Regions from separate parts of the Salmo salar genome. Here region 1 is linked to region 2. Evidence: chromatin contacts called from public Hi-C data. All regions are on one chromosome and are shown on one strand. The core of a region is the stretch at or near the end of the contact, and the rest is flanking DNA. Distances in the headings are between cores, read along the strand shown. Region 1 holds the start of LOC106573542 (scaffold attachment factor B2). Region 2 holds the start of LOC106573548 (ras-related protein Rab-8A).

Evidence for each region. Hi-C and Micro-C count contacts between places; a contact is called where the count stands out from the background.
Region 1: a contact with region 2 is called in a Hi-C map of muscle, with 2.6 times the contacts expected there. The contact joins the promoter of LOC106573542 here to the promoter of LOC106573548 in region 2. A contact is called at or near these places in 2 of 3 Hi-C or Micro-C datasets (blood and muscle).

The regions. Positions count from the first base shown.
Region 1 is chrssa16:40,542,893-40,547,489 of Ssal_v3.1, forward strand. LOC106573542 (scaffold attachment factor B2) reads right to left here and starts at 1,706. Exons shown (of 18, transcript XM_014148672.2): 1 at 1,416-1,706; 2 at 377-467; 3 at 206-270; 4 at 1-99. The coding sequence starts at 1,580.
Region 2 is chrssa16:40,344,999-40,349,582 of Ssal_v3.1, forward strand. LOC106573548 (ras-related protein Rab-8A) reads right to left here and starts at 2,335. Exons shown (of 8, transcript XM_014148684.2): 1 at 2,086-2,335; 2 at 1,205-1,265; 3 at 993-1,053; 4 at 10-87. The coding sequence starts at 2,209. It overlaps LOC106573549 (40S ribosomal protein S27-like), which reads left to right and starts at 2,363. Exons shown (of 4, transcript XM_014148686.2): 1 at 2,363-2,558; 2 at 3,705-3,813; 3 at 4,054-4,164; 4 at 4,294-4,584. The coding sequence starts at 2,553. The coding sequence ends at 4,322.

The sequences.
Region 1 (4,597 bases), core at 456-2,955, 200 kb after region 2:
GTCATACTCCTCCTCTCCTAGCATACCGTTGTCATTCTCAGCTTCATCAAGCACATTCATATCCAGGATGTCCATGTCCTGCATGTTTTCCATGTCATCCTTGAAGGGAAGTGAATTCATCAATAGATTGTTATCCAGGGAGACTAACAGTAGAGCAAAGCGATTACATTAGATTAAACCAGGTGATTCAATGGTTGATACACACCTGGCCATCACCCGAATCTTCCTCCATGGTGCAGTCCTCTGGTTCATCGTTCTCCTGTCTTTTCCCTGCAGAAGAGCAATGTCTCATTTTAAGGCTCTCTGTAATATATTTTATCTTTACTTCAAGATATTATTGCCGACTTAAGATCTTGCTCCCACTCATTTAACATACCTTTGGAGATCCGTTTAGTCAGTGCCTTCTTAGGAGTTCCATCGAGAACAACCTCCATCTCATCTGGATTTCCACCCTCTTCTTCAATCGCCTGTGGAGAAATTGATGATGACATGATGAATGAATGATGTTATCTAGCCAACTATGTTAGATATGGTTTCAGGAGTTAAGCCAATTTGGCTATCAAACACACGGCTATGTGTGTCAGTTATAGGCTACAAGGGTGCTGGCTGGTGGAATTATTGTTAATTAACGTTAGCTAGCTATGTATACATCTTTATTTTACCTTTATTCAACTAGGCAAGTCAGTTAAGAAAAAATGACGGCCCACACCGGGCCAATCGTGCGCAGCACTATGGGCCTCCCAATCACGGTCGGTTAAGATACAGCCTGGATTCGAACCAGCGAGGCTGTAGTGACACCTCTAGCACTGAGATGCAGTGTCTTAGACCGCTGCGCCACTCGGGAGCCCATCTGACCCGGGAAGCTAGCTGGCCTATGCCGTGTTTCGTAAACCTCTATTTTTATTTTACTAGGCAGGTCAGTTAATTACAAATTATTATTTACAATGACGGCTTACTTATAATGCCCCCTAGGCCAAACAATCCCATTACCCGGACGACACTGGGGCAATTGTGCGCCGCCCTAAACTCTCCGTAAGTACCCCCCTCCATTCAACGTATTTTATGTATTCCAAAACTAGAACATATGATTCAAATGGTGAACTAACCACCAAGACTTTTGGTAGTTGAATCGGGTGTGCTATTTCTAGAATACGAAGTAGGGGTACTCGAGGAAAGGGAACCATGTGGCTAACGCCTCGCAAGGCCATGGTTAGCTAACGTTCAATTCATTTGGAGTGACTATCAAATGTAGCTAATGCTAGTGGTTATAGCTAACGATTGATAATTATATTAACTAATGAAATTATACTGGTTCCACTTAATTGTGGAATTATCACGAAAGGTCATCTCAGTTGGCAAAATACCAAGCACATTAGCACAGCTATCCATCTAACGTTACTAGTTAGCATGTCTACCTTTTTCAGCCTCTCAGTCAGCGTACTCTTGATCCCAATGGTGTCCAGATTTCGTCTTTTTAATTCGGCTTTTAAGTCAATGACTCTCAATTCCGACAATTTGCGAATCGCTCCCTCCGGAATCTCAACAGCCCCAGCTTCTCCTGCCGAAGAGTTTTCAGCCATTATTACACTCAGAAAACGCAACAAAAAAGTGTTTGCAATCACGGAATAGCTGCTCTCTTGCGCGAAAACAGGCGGTCTACTGTTACAAAATGGCGTACTTTGAAAAGGACATTCCACTGCGCATGCGTTTTTTGATAACTGTTTGTACCCGAGGGCAGTAGGTGGCAGTGTTCTTCTTTTTCTTATTCTTCGATGAGGTTTAACGGCGGTTGGCATCCAATAAATGCTGCATTACCGCCACCTACTAGACTGGAATACAACTCCCTTACACTTTCCTTGATAAATAAATAAACAAATACCTGACCATCTAACACTACACTCACAAAAAATAACACCACCCTACCCCACTATTTAAATCTATTTAACCCTACCTCATGCCAAGAACCTGAAAGGATGGGACACCACCACTTAACACACCCTTAACACATCAAAATACCTCTCTGCAGCTGCCACCACAACCTTTTCTGCCACTTACGTTCCATCCCTGCAATACAGTTGATAACCATCGCTATAAATGCAAAAAATCCAATCCAATCTTACTGAAACATATATAACTTGTTGGCCTATCCCTCTTTACTGGTACATATCTGCTACTCACACCACTCCTCTCAGGATCTTGTCCGCCTTGACCCATATCCCTCTACTTTCTTCACTGCCTCAGCATATGACAACTTCTGCACTACTCTAACCCTGGAAACCTCGACCTGCCTCTCTCGCACGGGACATTTCTGATCCCCAGCCCCATGGGCACCCCTACAATTAACACATACCACTACTTTCCCCATTGATACACATTCCTTTGTCTCATGGCCTTCTGCACACTTCTCACACTTAGGAACCTCCATCCTACACCCTGCTGCCACAAGCCTATAAGCTTGACACCTGCAACAACGTAATATATTTGGCACAAAAGCTTTTACAGGATAACTTATATATCCTAACATCACTTTGTCGGGCAAAGACTCAACATCAAAACTCAAAAGAACAGACAATGACTCTTCACTTTCACCACTCACACCACCCTGTCTGCGTCGCACCAAACAACGAGCATCACAAACACCGGGAATCTTCCCCTTCAGTTGGTCAACTTTTACATTTACTGCTACCCCAGTTATCACTCCATTCAATGGCGCGCTTTTCTTGAGAGCAAAACAATTCGCTTTTCCTCGCCTCCATTCGATTAATGCAGAGCACCTTCTCCCTCTCACCAGCAGAAACACAAACAGTTATCACAAGACCACTTCTGGTTACCCTCACCGATTCCACAGCACCCAACTCTGTTTTCACCCACCCTGAAAGCACAAATCGATCAGCCAAAAGGCAAGGGTCCACTTTTTCCAAAAACTTCACTTCTACTATCACAGACTCATCTTTATCCTGACCCGTGGCGCAAGCCTCGGGCTCCGAGAACTTTACCACACCTACCACCTCCGATACTTTGACCTCATTCACTTCCATTTCTCCTCCTGTCTTCAGCTCACTCTGCTTACACTTTCTACCATTGTTCTTTAACAAACCATCTCCATTTTTAACTGACTCAAGCTCACCCTCTTCCTCCCTCTCTCTCTTAGACCTCCTCTGCCTCTTTTTCCCACCATTCCTCCTCCGTATTCCAAGTATACGTTTCCTTATGATAATACTGCACTCCACCTGACATACATCTTGTTCTTGCCTTCTCAAGGGACGCCATTTAAACAGCTGTCACATTCTCCATAATATCAGCATGAACCCCTCAGGCTGTAGCGCTCAACAGTGCATCCCACTTATAAAGCAGCTGCTTCGTCTTGATGTTCTTCTTTATCAAAAGCTATCGCAACACTTTTCCATTTCAAACAAGCACGCTCTTCCAAACACCATCCCGGGCAGTGTCCTTGTTATGTAATTATTTGTTTATATAGTATTAAAGGGAAATTTGAAATTGTGAATGTTCAAAAACACGTTTTAATAAGTTATTTAGGTTTTAAAAAATGACTAATATTTCATACCGCCATGTGAAAGAAATGTAATAATACCATGCCCAAAATGTAATGGTTCTCCTTTGAACTATAGAAAAGGCACTATGTTTTCATACAATTTTCACAAACACCCATTACATTATTTTTTTTACCTCTGTATCCTTTAACATATAAACAATGCAGGTTATGGGATCAATTTGTTGTAATGCAAGCTCAAATGAAAATCAAATCCAATTTTATTGGTCACAGACACATATTTAGCAGATGTTATTGCGGGTGTACTGTAGTCAAATCAAATCAAATCAAATGTATTTATATAGCCCTTCTTACATCAGCTGATATCTCAAAGTGCTGTACAGAAACCCAGCCTAAAACCCCAAACAGCAAGCAATGCAGGTGTAGAAGCACGTGAAATGCTTGTGTTCCTAGTCCCAATAGTGCAGTAGTATTTAACAATACACAAATCTAAAAGTAAAATAATGGAATTAAGAAATATATATTAGGATGAGAAATGTCGGAGTGGCATTGACTAAAATACAGTAGAACAATAAGTTGCACAATAAGTTAATGTCTGTAGACAAAACAGAATGGGTCACACGCTTACGTTCCACAAATTGACAGGACTAACATGAATGGAAGTTTTGCATGTTACTGAACCAATATGTGAGGTCCTCTACTTGACCATGAGGTAGGTTGTCGTGAGAGGCGGAGGGGCGTCAGAATCAAACAACTCTGCACTGTCATCCTCCACCGGTAGATTGATCTTCCCAGTGAAAGATGGGGTGACGGACTCGCCTGGCTGTGAGTAATATGACCAGGAGGTGGAGGCTGAGACAATGGAGGAAGTCTGAGGCAGGGAAGCTTGGCCCAAAGCCCTTTGGGAAGTAGGAGGAATGGCTGAATGAGTGAAGGTCAAATGAGGAGGAGGCCGAGTTGGAGCGGGGAAGCCAAGGTTTGTGGAGATTTAGTTTGGATACCAGTGGTTTGCCCACAATAACAGTTTGCTTTTCTTGCACCTCCTCATCCAAGTTCGTATACTGATACTGAAGGTACACAGTGAAT
Region 2 (4,584 bases), core at 1,085-3,584:
GATAATTACCTCCTCTATATTTCTTATCCAGTTTTTGATGTTGTCAAATGACTTCTCATTGGTGATGTCATAGACCAACATGATGCCCTGGGGAGAAAAACAAAAACAGACTTGGTAAACAACAACCACTTTAACAATCGATGTCAGATACTAACATCCTGTTAAACTTGAGACTTGTACACTTGAGTAAAAAGCTAATTGTTATGAAGGGCCTGAACATGAATGATCTCAGGTATGTAGTGCTTAATTTACAAAAATAAAGGGAGGGACTCAAACTAGTGTGCAATCTAGGCCTAACAAATTAATCACTATTAATGTCTCTGAATATGGATTTATTTTTAGATTCTAAACTATATTCTCATCAGCGGTGTAAAGTGATTAAGTAAAAACAGTAAAGTACTACATAAGTCTTTTTTTGGAGTAACTGTACTTTATTTATTTGACAACTTTTACTCCACTACATTCCGAAAGAAAGTAATGTACTTTTTACATTTTCCCTGGCACCCAAAAGTACTAGTTACATTTTGAATGCTTAGCACGATAGGAAAATTGTCTAATTCATGCACTTATCAAGAGAACATCCCTCGTCATCCCTACTGCCTCTGATCTGGCTGATTCACTAAACACAAATGCTTTGTTTGTAAATTATGTCTGAGTGTTGAAATGTGTCCAGGCTATCCATAAATAAATAATAATCAAGATAATCGTGCAATCTGGTTTGCTTAATATAAGGAATTTGAAATTATTAATACTTTTACTTTTGATACTTAAGTATATTTTAGCGATTACATTTACTTTTGATACTTAAGTACATTTAAAACCAGAAACGTTTAGACTTTTACCAAAGTAGTATTTTACTGGGTGACTTTCACTTTTACTTGAGTCATTATCTTTACTTTTACTCAAGTATCTTACTGATTCTCATGTAGGCATGTGCTTTGTAGTACATTTGCAAAATTGTGAGAGGGACATAGTAAAGTAAAGCGACTGACCATGGCTCCTCTGTAGTATGCCGTTGTGATTGTTCGAAACCGCTCCTGGCCAGCTGTGTCCCTGGGAGAGAACAACACAATGAGATCCTTTACTTCCCATCCCTGATTTTAACCCACTTGTAGAATTATAGGCCAATTGTGATCATTCCCAAGGTGCACTTTTTCAAGACATAATTTCAGAGACATTCTGTGAAGTCAAAGGGCTGTCTTACCATATCTGTAGCTTGATCTTCTTACCATCTAGTTCTACAGTTCTAATTTTAAAGTCAATACCTGAAAGAGGAAAAGCAAAAGTGAGACAATTCTTGCACTTCCACCCACTTAAATTTTATTTCACTATTGTCTAACCACTGCGCTCCAAACGACAAAGGATCATTGAAACACAACCATTTGAGTTTGATGTATTTTGTAGGCCTACAGCACTGTTTATGCACAAGTGGCAAAACCAGACTGCATTCAACATTTGCTTGAAGGATAGCTAGTAATTATTTGGATTATATCATGTCCAGAGAGTTCTGGCTAGGGAGGCCCATCTTTTTAGATGATGCTGCAGGCCACACACAGGAAGTGCACAACTTCAATTTGAGAGATGGCTTGTCTAATGTAAATGGCTGCATAACTTCAGGGAAGACCTCCCCAACATGTAGCTACTAAAACTTACCTTTCTGTAATGTTACAGTGACTGGTTTGAACTAGCAAACTCTTTCATGTATTGCTTGTTGGGAAGTGAACTTCACTGTTATCTAACGTTAGCTAGCTAAGCTATCTAATGAGTCAGAGTAAGCTTGTTCTTGCTCACTTGACAGCTAACGTTCGTTAACTAAGGAGTCCGGTGACGTCGCCTGCTAAAATCTCATGAAAATATAAATTTGAGGTATGCTGGGGATGCTGAAGTGTTGGTTTTATTGCCAAGCGAGCAGTGTGAAAAGCCGGTTAAGTTAACTAGCAAGCTAGTCCTGAATGCTAACCAAATAAGATAGCTAGCTAACTAGCGTTAGCATGACAGGATGGGCGCACACTAGCATTGCTGCTAACTAGCTACCCGTCCTCCGGCAGAACTTTTCTAACCAGAAAACGTACGAAATTTACATACCTATTGTGGAGATAAATGTTGAGTTGAAGGCATCTTCTGAAAACCTGAACAACACACACGTCTTTCCGACGCCAGAATCGCCGATTAACAGTAGTTTAAACAAGTAATCGTAAGTCTTCGCCATATTATTAGCAATTGCGGAAATCCCGCCTGGCAGTTGTGCAAAGAGATACGTTACTGCTTTGCTCGATTTACTGGACCAGTGATTGGACAAACAACATTTCACTCTTGACTGCTCTGGATCCGTGAATTACCGGCTGTCAATCAAAATGGTAGCGTCAGCTGATTGTGCTCTTGAAGTCAATGTCCCACCCATTAAAATGTGGTCCCACCCATTAAAATGTGATCCCACCATTATCTTCTCATTTTAACAACAACGATATCAGTCTGCAAGGAGTGCTGTAATATTCTAATCAAAGTTGAAAGTACAGTGCCAGTGAGTGAAATAACAATAACCAAGAGAAGCAATGGCGGTAAGTGGTTTTTCTTTGCTCATGCGAGAAGTATAGCCACACGTATTGTGTTGACATCTTTGGAATAGCCAGTCAAATACTGTACAACGTGTACATGTTTATTGGAGGTCTTGTTTTTACCATGAACATTTAAGTCAGTAGCTAATAGTGCTAAGTTATTAGTACTTTTTGAGGTTGCTTCGGTTTCAGTTCGATTATTTAAAAAAATAATCATGGTTTTCGATTTTGATCTTTTTTTTATACATGAAATGCATTATGAAATAATAGCATTACAATGATTTTAGAGCTTTTTAATGGAAATTCCAAAGTCAAAAGTAGTAAACATTAATTTGTCAAAATATTGAAAATATTGCTTTGTCTCTCAGTTCCACATGGGGTAGATATCAATATAAAATAAGAAATTACTATGAAATAATACAATATTTCCGGTGTGTATATTACTTTTTATTTGATGAGCTTATTCGTTTTAATATCCTAATAATATTTTCTCTGCTTAGGCAGTAACAGTCAGACGGTGGCATCCTGGTTTCAAAGAATTTCGTATTAATCTGTTATGAATTCTAGCTAGGTGGCTAACGTTAGCTAGGCTTGGTGTTAGGCTTAAGGTTAAGTTTATAAGTTAGGTTAAAGGGTTAGGGGAAGGGATAGCAGACATGCTAAGTAGTTATAAAGTAGATAAAAAAAGTAGTAAGTAGTTGTAAATTAGCGAAAATGCTAAAGTTGTCCGTGATGAGATTTGAACTCGCAACCTTTGGGTTGCTAGACCTTCGCATTATACGCCCACCCACTAAAACCGGGCTAAATGGAATTAAAGTAATTGACCGACGTTGCTAATAACCAGAAAAAAACTGTCGGTTAATCGCTCAGCACTAGCTAATGATTCAGTCAAGTTCAGCAATAAATTATGAAGACTATGGTTTGGTTTAAAACATGACCATTTAGCAAATATAAAATAGTGGTGCCTGTTCTGGGAATGGAATACATGTCTGGGCATGCCTCAGAAATAGTTCTGCTGCAGTTCTTGTATCAGACATGAGAGGGTGCCCTTGACTTATTTCCCCTTTCATATGGTTTTATCTTTTTTAATGGTTCTAATGGTGTGAGCTGTGAAAACAAATATGTTTTATACATTAATCCATATTGCAGCTCACTAAGGACCTAATGCACCCTACTTTGGAGGCTGAGAGGCAAAGACACAAGAAGAAGAGGCTGGTTCAGAGTCCCAACTCCTACTTCATGGATGTAAAATGCCCTGGTGAGTATTAAGGATGTAGCTTACATCAACTGCCCAAGTTGCAACTTTTTGCATTGATAAACTATTTACATGTAGTGGTCACACTATTATTAAATTAGCTTTCCCATTTCCCGATCTATAAGAATTATAATCATTTACAACAAAAAAATATAAAGCATGAAAATAAATAAAGCATTTACAAAGGCTTATTAAAGAAAAAAAACAAGGTTACAGAAAACATTTATTTCAATTTTATTCCAGGCTGCTACAGGATCACCACAGTGTTCAGTCATGCCCAGAGAGTGGTGCCCTGTGGCGGCTGCTCCTTCGTCCTGTGCCAGCCCAGAGGGGGGAAATGCCGCCTCACGGAGGGTAAGAAGACTGTTGTACAATCACATTGCTCAAGAACTTATACAGTAGCATAGGCCCATATCAGTGTAGAGCTCTATCGAATATCTACTGATTTTTGACTTTACCAGTCTCCTTCTCACCCCTATACAGGCTGCTCCTTCAGAAGAAAGCAACGCTGAGTGAGATTTCAGTAGTGAGCTATCAACTGTGATAGTTGTAAATTGTGGACCATGGATGTTTCGTAAAATATTAAATTATATTGAATGGGGATTATTCAGTTGAGCTGATTGACAGTGTTTTGTCCTTATGATAAAGATTACAATATTGTTCAGCTACAATATGCCTTTTCGTAATGAATAGGTATAATATACTGTATGCTGAAGTGGTTTGTCTCTGTGTTTGACATTTCTATTTTTCTTACTAAATAATAAATTAAATAAT